Linked DNA regions of Mus musculus: region 2 is linked to region 1. A link is a contact called in public promoter capture Hi-C data. All regions are on one chromosome and are shown on one strand. The core of a region is the stretch at or near the end of the contact, and the rest is flanking DNA. Distances in the headings are between cores, read along the strand shown.

Region 1 (4,659 bases), core at 617-3,116:
ACAGCAGCAAAATTACAGGTATAGAATAGCAGTGAAAATAATTTTGTGGTTGGACCTCACAACACGAGGACCTGTATTAAAGGGGCGCCGCAGCATTAGGAAGGCTGAGAACCACTGCTTTAAATGCTGGTCTTCCCGACACGGACTACTTGCCACACTGCACCTGAGATCTTCCTACGGGGGAAATGAAGCATGTTGCACACAATGAGTTGCCATCACCATCAAGATCAAGTTTAACATTTAATATGGTCTAAATTTTCCTTATGCTTTAATGACCAAACTTACCACTGTTGTTTGTTCTTGGTTCCTTATATATCCCACTCTTACAGGGAAAACCCTTTAACCTTTTTCTTATTGATTAGTCACAGCTCATGTCACAGTCAACAAGCCAACAGAGCTGCTCCACCTGTGCGTCCCTTGCTTAGTCAATCTCCACAGACACCACACTAAGAACGACCTCACACTACAGACGAAACTTGAAGAGTTGAAGAATTTATGATTTTACACAGGTTTCCAAGCTGATCTTCAGGGGTTTGTTTTTTTTTTTTTTGGTTTTGCCCCCCCCCCCTCCAGACCCCTTCCCCCATACACACACAGGGTTTCTCTGTGTAGCTCTGTTTGTCCGACAATTTGCCCTGTAGATCAGGTTGGCCTTGAACTCAGAGATCTGACTGCTTCTGCCTTCCAAACCTGGGATTAAAGACGTGAACCACCAACGGTGGACTGAACTTACCTTTGGTCCTTTTTTAAATCTACAGACCCCCGAATTATGAATTTATTTTTTCCTTCTCTCTCTTGTGTGTGTACATCTGATCCAGAAGCAAAAGCTGTGGGATCCACCTGGCCACAACTACAACAGTCAGTCTTCACTTCCTGCCAGATTTCCTGCCAGTTTTCCTTTTCCCCAAGGCTCTCACTCCCTAGCCCACAATGGGCAATTCTCCCAAGTGCTAGGATTATAGAAATTAGTCACTATGCTCAGATGCAGGTTTTTAATTGCACCCAACTTTGGTTTGCAACCCATTCTTGATTTCATTTCTGCTCATCCTCTAATCTATGCACATTATGGGTGTCCAATTACAAGACCTGTCTGAGTATGTCCTTCTATCACCCAAGACCAAGTTCCTCACACAACCAAATGGCCACTTTGTTCACTTACTTATCCTCTGTGGCAATCTTATTCACTGCGCTCGAAATACCCTGGTGCCCTCGTTAATCCCTAAATAAGACAGACAAGCTCCAGCTTTAGGGCCTCTGTATTCGCTGTTCTCTCACGTATGCCTTTTAAAGCCGCCTCTGTCTACCCATCTATTTCGGATTATCTACTCAAATATTCTATTTACTTACAGTGGTAACTACTTAAACATGCAGAAGCCATGTGTGGCAGCTCCAGCTTATGAGCTCAGAGCTCGGAGATAGAAGGATAAACAGGAGTTCAAATTAAGAGTATACGCCGCCAAATGATGAGGCCAACACGGGCTTCACGAAACGCTCTTAAAACCAAACAACAACAAACAAAAAAAGGGGGAAAAATCCCTCACAACAAAATAAAGCAACAGAACCCAGGAGTGCTGGCAATCTCAGCCATCAGAAAGCTGAAGTAGGAGATACGCTGGAGCTTGCAGTCAGCTTGAGCTGCGCAACAGCAGGAAACCGCCTCACCAACTACGTCCTGAGCTCCCTCCCTCTCCCATGCCCCGCAGCTTCCGTCACGCACCAGCTTCTGGTCCTCCCAGCTCCGAGGTGTGGAGAGTTTCTGTGTATCAACCAGACCCTCCGCTCGAGAGTCCCAAGTTTGCGGGTTCTCTCTCCGCTGGAACCCGATCACCGTACGTCCCCCTCGCCCTGGTCGCAGGGTCAGTCACACGTCTCTCAAAATCTGCGTTCCAGCCCAGTAGTTTCCGGCTCCGCTCTAGGACGATGGGAGGACCAGGACTCAACTCGGTGGTGTCCTGACTGGGTCTAAGTTGAAAGATTTCATTTACATAAATCAGACCATTTCGTTTGACTGTTTTCACACAGAGATGTCATCTCTATCACTAGAATAACAAAGCTCGGGCTGTAATCACAGCCACCAGCAAACAGACACAGCAATTGAATCTTTAGGTTGGGCTTTAGGCAAAAGCTGGCATGATCATGTAGGTTGGATTCTAGAGAACCAAAGTTAATTATTAGTGCTCAAGTTTATTCTTCATTCCCCACCCTTTTGCCACCAAGTTCCAAAGACTCCTATCTGTGCCTTCTTTATTTGGTTGCCTGAGTGTAGGGTTTAGAATTTAGAATTCAATGATATTTGAAGAGAAGTGGGGTAAAGATATGCCGATTTTCTTTCTAAAGTTTCTATGTTATTGTTGTTGTTGCTGCTGCTGCTGCTGAAAAAAAAAGTGGAAAAAAAAAAGTGAAGTTCACTTTGTTATTTTAAGCTTATCTTGTTTGACTTCGAACGAAGGCACTCAACAGAGCTTAGTCTGGTTAATGTATAGTGGTGTCAGTTATATGCTTTGCAGTCTGCTAAGCCAATGGTGTGTAAAGCTAACTCAGAACAAACATGTCAGAACAAACACAGCTTTAAGATGTTTTGTGTGCAGATTAACTCAGAGCAAACAAATCATCTGTTTAAGTCCTTCCTATAGTGTCTAACACAAAGTCCCCTACCACCCTTCCCTCCCCTATAATCCCCCTTGTTAGCCATTTACTTTGATAAATAGGCCACAGTTTGAGGTTCACCTCCAATCATTTGAGTGAGAACTCACATTAGGACTCCATCCTTTCCATGTTGACTGAAAAGACTTTTGCAAGCCCCAAATTCCCATGGTAGGAGCAGATGTCAAATCCCCTTTTAAAGGTTCCAAACCCATAACTATTTCTGGGTCCATTCAAAATTTCATAAAGGGGCTTAGCCATAGAGTCAAAAATTGGGACCAAATTCTACAGTAGCCTGTCATACCCAGGAATATGTTAAATTGCCTGAGAATTGCAAATTTTTGTTCCCCGTTTGTCTAACTGTTAGTCACTGCTTTCCAAGCAGACTCTTCTTTCCAGGCTAGAGGAGGAAACCCAGTAATTCCTCAGCCCGCTGACAGATTTGGGCCCTGCAGGCTAACAGTCCTGGTAAATGGTTTAAAGTCTCCTAGTTCCCAGTTACCTGCAAGTCTTTGACATCCTACTGCAACATGTCACCTTTCAATAGTTGGGCTTTTAAATCTTAACCCAGAGAGATGGTCCAGATGTTAAGAGCCCTTGCTGCTCTTCTAGAGAACCCAGTTCACAGCGGTTAGGCTCTCGGCTTATAATATCCTACAACTCCAGCTATAGGGCATCCAGGGGTTCTTCTGACCTTGTGCAGCAGCAGCAGCAACAACAACAACAACACACACACACACGTACACACACACACTTTAGAAAGAAAATTGGCACATCTTGGTCCTTCTTCTCTCCAAAGATAATTGAATTCTACATTCTAAGCCCCATCCTCAGGCCATCCAATCCTGCAAAGTCCTAGCATCTGTATAATTTAGAGTTGTAAACTGTTAAGTCTGATTCCAGCCATTCAAAGATGGAAAGGATCCTCCAATACTAGTAATAAAAACCGGAGGAATTCCAGGGAATGTGATTCGTCAGACTGTACTGGCTGAGAAGAGCAGAGTATACAACTAGCAAAATATCAAGATTTGCCTGCAGGTCTTATATAAATGCACGTATGAGACTGGGGCTTCTATATTAGTAGTATTATTGGCAATACATGAGTATATTACCGATAAGTCCTATTTCAGAAAATAACTCATAGAATTATTCAGATACAACTCATAGAATTGTTTCAAGAATTTGCATGGTCTTTATTAGATTTTTGTTGTACTGTCAGAACTATGTGCGGTCCTAGATTTGGGACCCTATTCTAAGGCCGTTGAGGATACAGCTCCAATATCTTTCTAGTTGTTGCTGCCCACGCAGATTTGAGTTTCAGTTGCTTTTGAGTCTGGTGGCTAGAGAAAGGGTCCTGGTACCCTGTTTCCTCCTCTGGCTTTACCTTCTCAAGCCTGGTGAAGAAGATAGGCAGGGTCTGAATGCCTGCCCAGTTAGGTAAAATGTAACAGAAATGGAGCTTAGGAATCAGCTTTCCTTTGTAGGATCATCCCAGTAAGATGGCCCTGTGTCTTTCTAACTCAGGATATCAAAGGTAGAAAGAGGAGTGTAGGCCAAGTAATACCCCAGTGGCTGTTCATCTTGTCCTACACCTAGAGGGAGATTTTTAAATTTTTACTTTATTTAATGTGTGTTTTCTACAAGTGTTTCTTTATGTGTGTGTGCACATGTGAGCCACAGCATGCATATGGAGGTCAGAGGACAACTTCCAGAGTCTTTTACCTCTTTCCACTATTTGAAGATTTGACTTGGAATCAGTGTGGAGATGTTGCACCTTGATACTAAGGTTGTAGTCTACCATGTTCAAACAGCTTTCCTGAGCTTGGTGAGAAATGGAGGGCTCCTTTTCTTGGGGTGGTGATGGTGGAAGGGCTGGCTTCTCTTCTCTGTCTGATCTGGGGAGCCCGACCAGCAATCTTCTACCCAAGGAATGCCACATATTCCTTGGGAAAATTCCAGGTTCAACTTCTTCCCTCCAGATAAGAACCTGCTCAGCAAGCGCCTGGTATTCCTGGA
Region 2 (4,659 bases), core at 524-3,023, 580 kb after region 1:
ACTACTAAACAAGTTAGTCATACAGTTTACACTCTCTCTCTCTCTCTCTCTCTCTCTCTCTCTCTCTCTCTCACACACACACACACAGGACTGGTCCTTTCAGGTCTGGTGGGACTAACTGACTAAATCACTCTCTTATATTCTGATATTGCCAGTCACCGACATGCTATTCTCAGAAACTCTTCTCTAAACTCAGAGTCCGATTTCCACAAGTCCATAAATGTACAGAATTTCCTGTTTCATGGGCTGCTGTTGGAACTCCTTTTCCAGCTTCTCTCTTTGCAAGTGGCTGGCGTTACTGAAGTTCTCAGTAGTGACACACTAGGTCACACCAACTGCTTACAATTTTGTAGCCTCTCAGATCAATAATACTGAACTTGGAATCATTATTTCAACACAATTAATTAGGCTCTATTTTTAGAAATGAACTGCAGAGCACACATATTCTTTACACTGTTTTGTTAAATTTTATTCTTGGGTCAAGTTGAGGACTTTATCCCCTTCGTTACCAGGCAGGCTCTTACCCCCCCTCCCCCCCCCGAGTTTCTGCTCCTTTGAGCAGTAAGATTTGTGAAAACATTATGGGGATTTAGAAGAAAAAAAAAGTAACTTAAAATTGATCGTTTACTTCTGGCTAGCAGGTGGGCATGCACACACACCAGTTAAGCAGCATTAAGACCTGTAAAGTCTTCTAACATGTTCTGCTGCAAAGTGGAAAAAAAAAGTAAAACCTCATCTGTTGAAGGTTAACCAGACCTGGTGTCTATGATAGATTATGCCAGCTTGGGAAGGTCAAAGTCCCAATATCCAAGGCAGAGGCAGACTGGCTTGTCCTACAGTGGGTTTTAATGAGATTGTCTGAAAAAACAAAAAATACTTGATGAAAAAAAGACCAAGAAAGCAGTTTCAAGATCCAAATATTCCTAGAAGGGTTAAACTTGAATGCTTAAGTCCCACGCGGAGAGAACACATTTACACTGGACTGCAGCTTACTCACCACGTGGTTGGAATTAGTACTATCACTTCACAAAGGAGATCTTAGATTTACATGTACCAGCTTCTTTCTGGACTTTGTGTGTGGCTCTGAAAAGAGCCTTTGGGAGATATTGAAACCTGCTTCACTTGGCCTTGTGGTGGCTCTCGGTCTTCTTGGGCAGCAGCACGGCCTGGATGTTGGGCAGGACGCCGCCCTGCGCGATGGTCACGCGGCCCAGCAGCTTGTTGAGCTCCTCGTCGTTGCGGATGGCCAGCTGCAGGTGGCGCGGGATGATGCGCGTCTTCTTGTTGTCGCGGGCCGCGTTGCCCGCCAGCTCCAGGATCTCGGCCGTCAGGTACTCCAGCACGGCCGCCAGGTACACCGGGGCGCCGGCGCCCACGCGCTCCGAGTAGTTGCCCTTGCGGAGCAGCCGGTGCACGCGGCCCACGGGGAACTGCAGGCCGGCCCGGGAGGAGCGGGTCTTGGCCTTGGCGCGAGCCTTGCCGCCCTGCTTACCGCGTCCAGACATATTGTACAACTTAAAACTTCCCTGGTAAGCGTTAGCTAAACAGCAGAAACAAAGGGAAACTCTGTAGATTTTTATAGTCAAGCCAGGGCGCGAAAAAGGAGGCCCGTCATTGGTTAGCATTGTGAGTTCAACTTAACCAATGGAAACGAGGTTTTGGGAGTTGTGTATTCTCATTGGGTAAAAGCAGGCTCAGCCTTTTCTCTGAGTGACCACTACCCAGACAAGGGCATTTCACTTTATTTGCATACGAAGTTCTAGATAAAGAGTACCCGTGGTGTTCCTATCTGCTTGTCCTGTTGGGTGTTCAGCTTTGTTTTCTATTCATTTCTACGCCATGCCTGAGCCTGCGAAGTCCGCTCCCGCCCCGAAGAAGGGCTCCAAGAAGGCCGTCACCAAGGCCCAGAAGAAGGACGGCAAGAAGCGCAAGCGCAGCCGCAAGGAGAGCTACTCGGTGTACGTGTACAAGGTGCTGAAGCAAGTGCACCCCGACACCGGCATCTCCTCCAAGGCCATGGGCATCATGAACTCGTTCGTGAACGACATCTTCGAGCGCATCGCGAGCGAGGCGTCCCGCCTGGCGCATTACAACAAGCGCTCGACCATCACGTCCCGGGAGATCCAGACGGCCGTGCGCCTGCTGCTGCCCGGGGAGCTGGCCAAGCACGCCGTGTCGGAGGGCACCAAGGCTGTCACCAAGTATACTAGCGCCAAGTAAACTTCTCAATAGGGTTGACGTCTAGCACCAAAGGCTCTTTTAAGAGCCACTAAACCACCAGTATTAGAGCTGCAAACATGAATTCACCTTCGAGTACGGCTCTTGATTCCTGTGGCAGGTGTATGTAGTGTTGAATGCACTACAGAGTTGCTTGTCTCGGTCAGGGTCTCCCAGTTTTGTGTAAGCCACAATGACCTTTTGACTTAAAGTTATATTGTATTCTGGCGTAATTTGTTCAAAATCAGGTCAGGGCTGAGGGTGTAAATTCAGCTGGGAGAGTGTTTGGCATACCTGAAGCTCAGCTTAGTCCCCATTGCTGCGTAAGTTTGGATGAGGTGGAGCGCATCTATAATGCTTGTGTTCTGGTAAGTAGAAGTAAGATTAGGATCTTAAAATCGTGTTCTGTGTTAGAAATTCTGGCTAGGTTAGCTTACAAGATCCGGTCTCCTGTTAAAAAAAGTTAAATGGAGGCTAGTTAAGCCAAACCAGACAAAACCAACGATTTAAACCTTGCTGTAGTTGTGCCTGCCTTTATTTGAACCCAGCACTCTGAAGGCAAAGCCAGGTGGATGCCTGTTTGAGGCCGGTCTAGTCTACCGAGTGAGTTTGAACAGTCAGGGCTGCACAGTGAAACCCTGGGGTGTGGTGTGGAGGCAGAGGGGACCCATGGGGGACAATTTATTTAAAGGGAAACATTTTTGCCTCTTCCCTGTCTAAGCTTTAAGGATACAGATATTGAGAATACAGGATGGATTGCTTTCTCCTGGAGGTGATCTTACAGGTGAGCAAGGTCAGACTGGAATATTTTATCAAGCAGAACAAGTTTTCTATCCATCCAAGTCTTTATTAGAAATTTGCCTGTTAGGTTAATATTCTGAAAACATATAAAATGACTGTAATCACTTCTTGAGTGCTTATCAACATGCCAAGCATATGAACCCATTTAATTTTTTTTTTTTCGAGACAGGGTTTCTCTGTGTAGCCCTGGACCAGGCTGGCCTCGAACTCAGAAATCCATATGCCTCTGCCTCCCAAGTGTTGGGATTAAATGCGTGCACCACCACTGCCCAGCCCATTTAATCTTTACACAAATCTGAGGTAGTATTTACTATTTTATTTTATTTTTTTTAATGCTGGAAGCAATCTAGAGGGATATAAAGAAAACTATTTTCAAAGCAAAGAGCAAGGGTGGAGGTAATTAATTGGAGAAGGTATCTATCACAAGTAAATGGAGGGATGGTGTAAAGTGAGCTTTCTAGAGTTTCCCAAGTCCAATTTTCTCTGCTCTGTCCCATTCACTCTTAACAACGGCAGTGTTTATAACCCTTAGGCAGATATCAGGTAGCTGATGGGAGGAAACCACTAGTGCAGTATGCTGCCTATTTCAACTTCATGAGACGCTTAAGAGAAATAATGCTTGCATGTTTCTTCAGTTAGTACTGTAGGTCTCTACTATCCAGGGTTTTGTTTGTTTTTGAGACAGGCTCTAGCTATGGAGCCCTGGCTGATTTGGGACTCATTATGTAACAATCCTGGCCCCCTGCCTCAGCTATATCTGATAAATAGGGCTCCCCCCACCCCCTGTTTTTGAATGATGATAGATTCAACCTTCAGGTTTATTTTATTAGTCTTGGATTAAGCTTTTTCAACTCCCAAACTCTCAGTAGGATGCTGATGTTCTTAACTCTAGATTAGTAAGCCAGTTTTCAAAAATATATCATTTTGACATTACAAAGATAATTTTTTTTCTCTGAAATTCTTAAAATTCACTGATTTAATAGAAAACCTGGTGGGAGTAAGGCCTTAGCTTTCATTGCAATGGCCATTACTCTCCTTTCATGTGGATCTCACTTTGTTCCTATGGAGAGAACAGAATTAACAGCTGTTATGAATCAGAAGTAAGATCAGTGCTCATAAACAGCAAAATTAATGCACAAAGCTTAAATAATTTGGTTAAAATTATGAAGGTCAGGACAAGATTCCAGTACAAGGTTCCAGGATAGATTCCCTTCTTTTCCTTTTACCTGTCTCGCATTTCCTCCATCCTCAGTCACATATATTAGTTTCACTTAACTTTGGATAAAACAAGATTTTAATTGTATGCTTATATTTGAATTATTAAAAGTTTAATTTGCTACATTAATGCCCCTTAAAAGAATTAATTTTGGGTGGTGGTGGCATATTCCTTTAATCCCAGCACTTGGGAGAGAGAGGTAGGTGGGTCTTTAGGCCAGCCTGGTCCATAGAGTGAGTTCCAGGACAGCCAGGGCTATACAGAGAAACCCTGTCTCTGAAAATCAAAAATCAGAACCCCCAAACCACCACCACCAATAAAGAATTTGATTTTGTACTGAGGACTTTATGTCCTAGGACAGTTGTTGCTTTGCTGCAGTTTCCTCAGGTGACATTTAAGACAGTGTTTCAGTCCCCTCCTGAGGA

The links. Promoter capture Hi-C pulls out the DNA fragments that hold promoters and counts their contacts.
Region 2: a contact with region 1 is called in a promoter capture Hi-C map of pre-B cells, with 4 times the contacts expected there. The contact joins the promoter of H2bc12 here to the promoter of Zscan26 in region 1. A contact is called at or near these places in 7 of 39 promoter capture datasets (the 3T3-L1 cell line, cranial neural crest, erythroid cells and 3 more), 11 of 484 Hi-C or Micro-C datasets (B cells, CD4 T cells, bone marrow-derived dendritic cells and 5 more), 2 of 115 datasets of contacts at active chromatin or transcription factors (memory CD8 T cells and microglia) and 2 of 9 other capture datasets (adipose tissue and liver).

The regions. Positions count from the first base shown.
Region 1 is chr13:21,451,861-21,456,519 of GRCm38.p6, forward strand. Zscan26 (zinc finger and SCAN domain containing 26) reads right to left here and starts at 1,867. Exons shown (of 6, transcript NM_001347491.1): 1 at 1,718-1,867.
Region 2 is chr13:22,034,048-22,038,706 of GRCm38.p6, forward strand. H2bc12 (H2B clustered histone 12) reads left to right here and starts at 1,774. Exons shown (of 1, transcript NM_175665.2): 1 at 1,774-2,273. The coding sequence starts at 1,840. The coding sequence ends at 2,220. H2ac12 (H2A clustered histone 12) reads right to left here and starts at 1,596. Exons shown (of 1, transcript NM_175659.2): 1 at 1,075-1,596. The coding sequence starts at 1,505. The coding sequence ends at 1,119.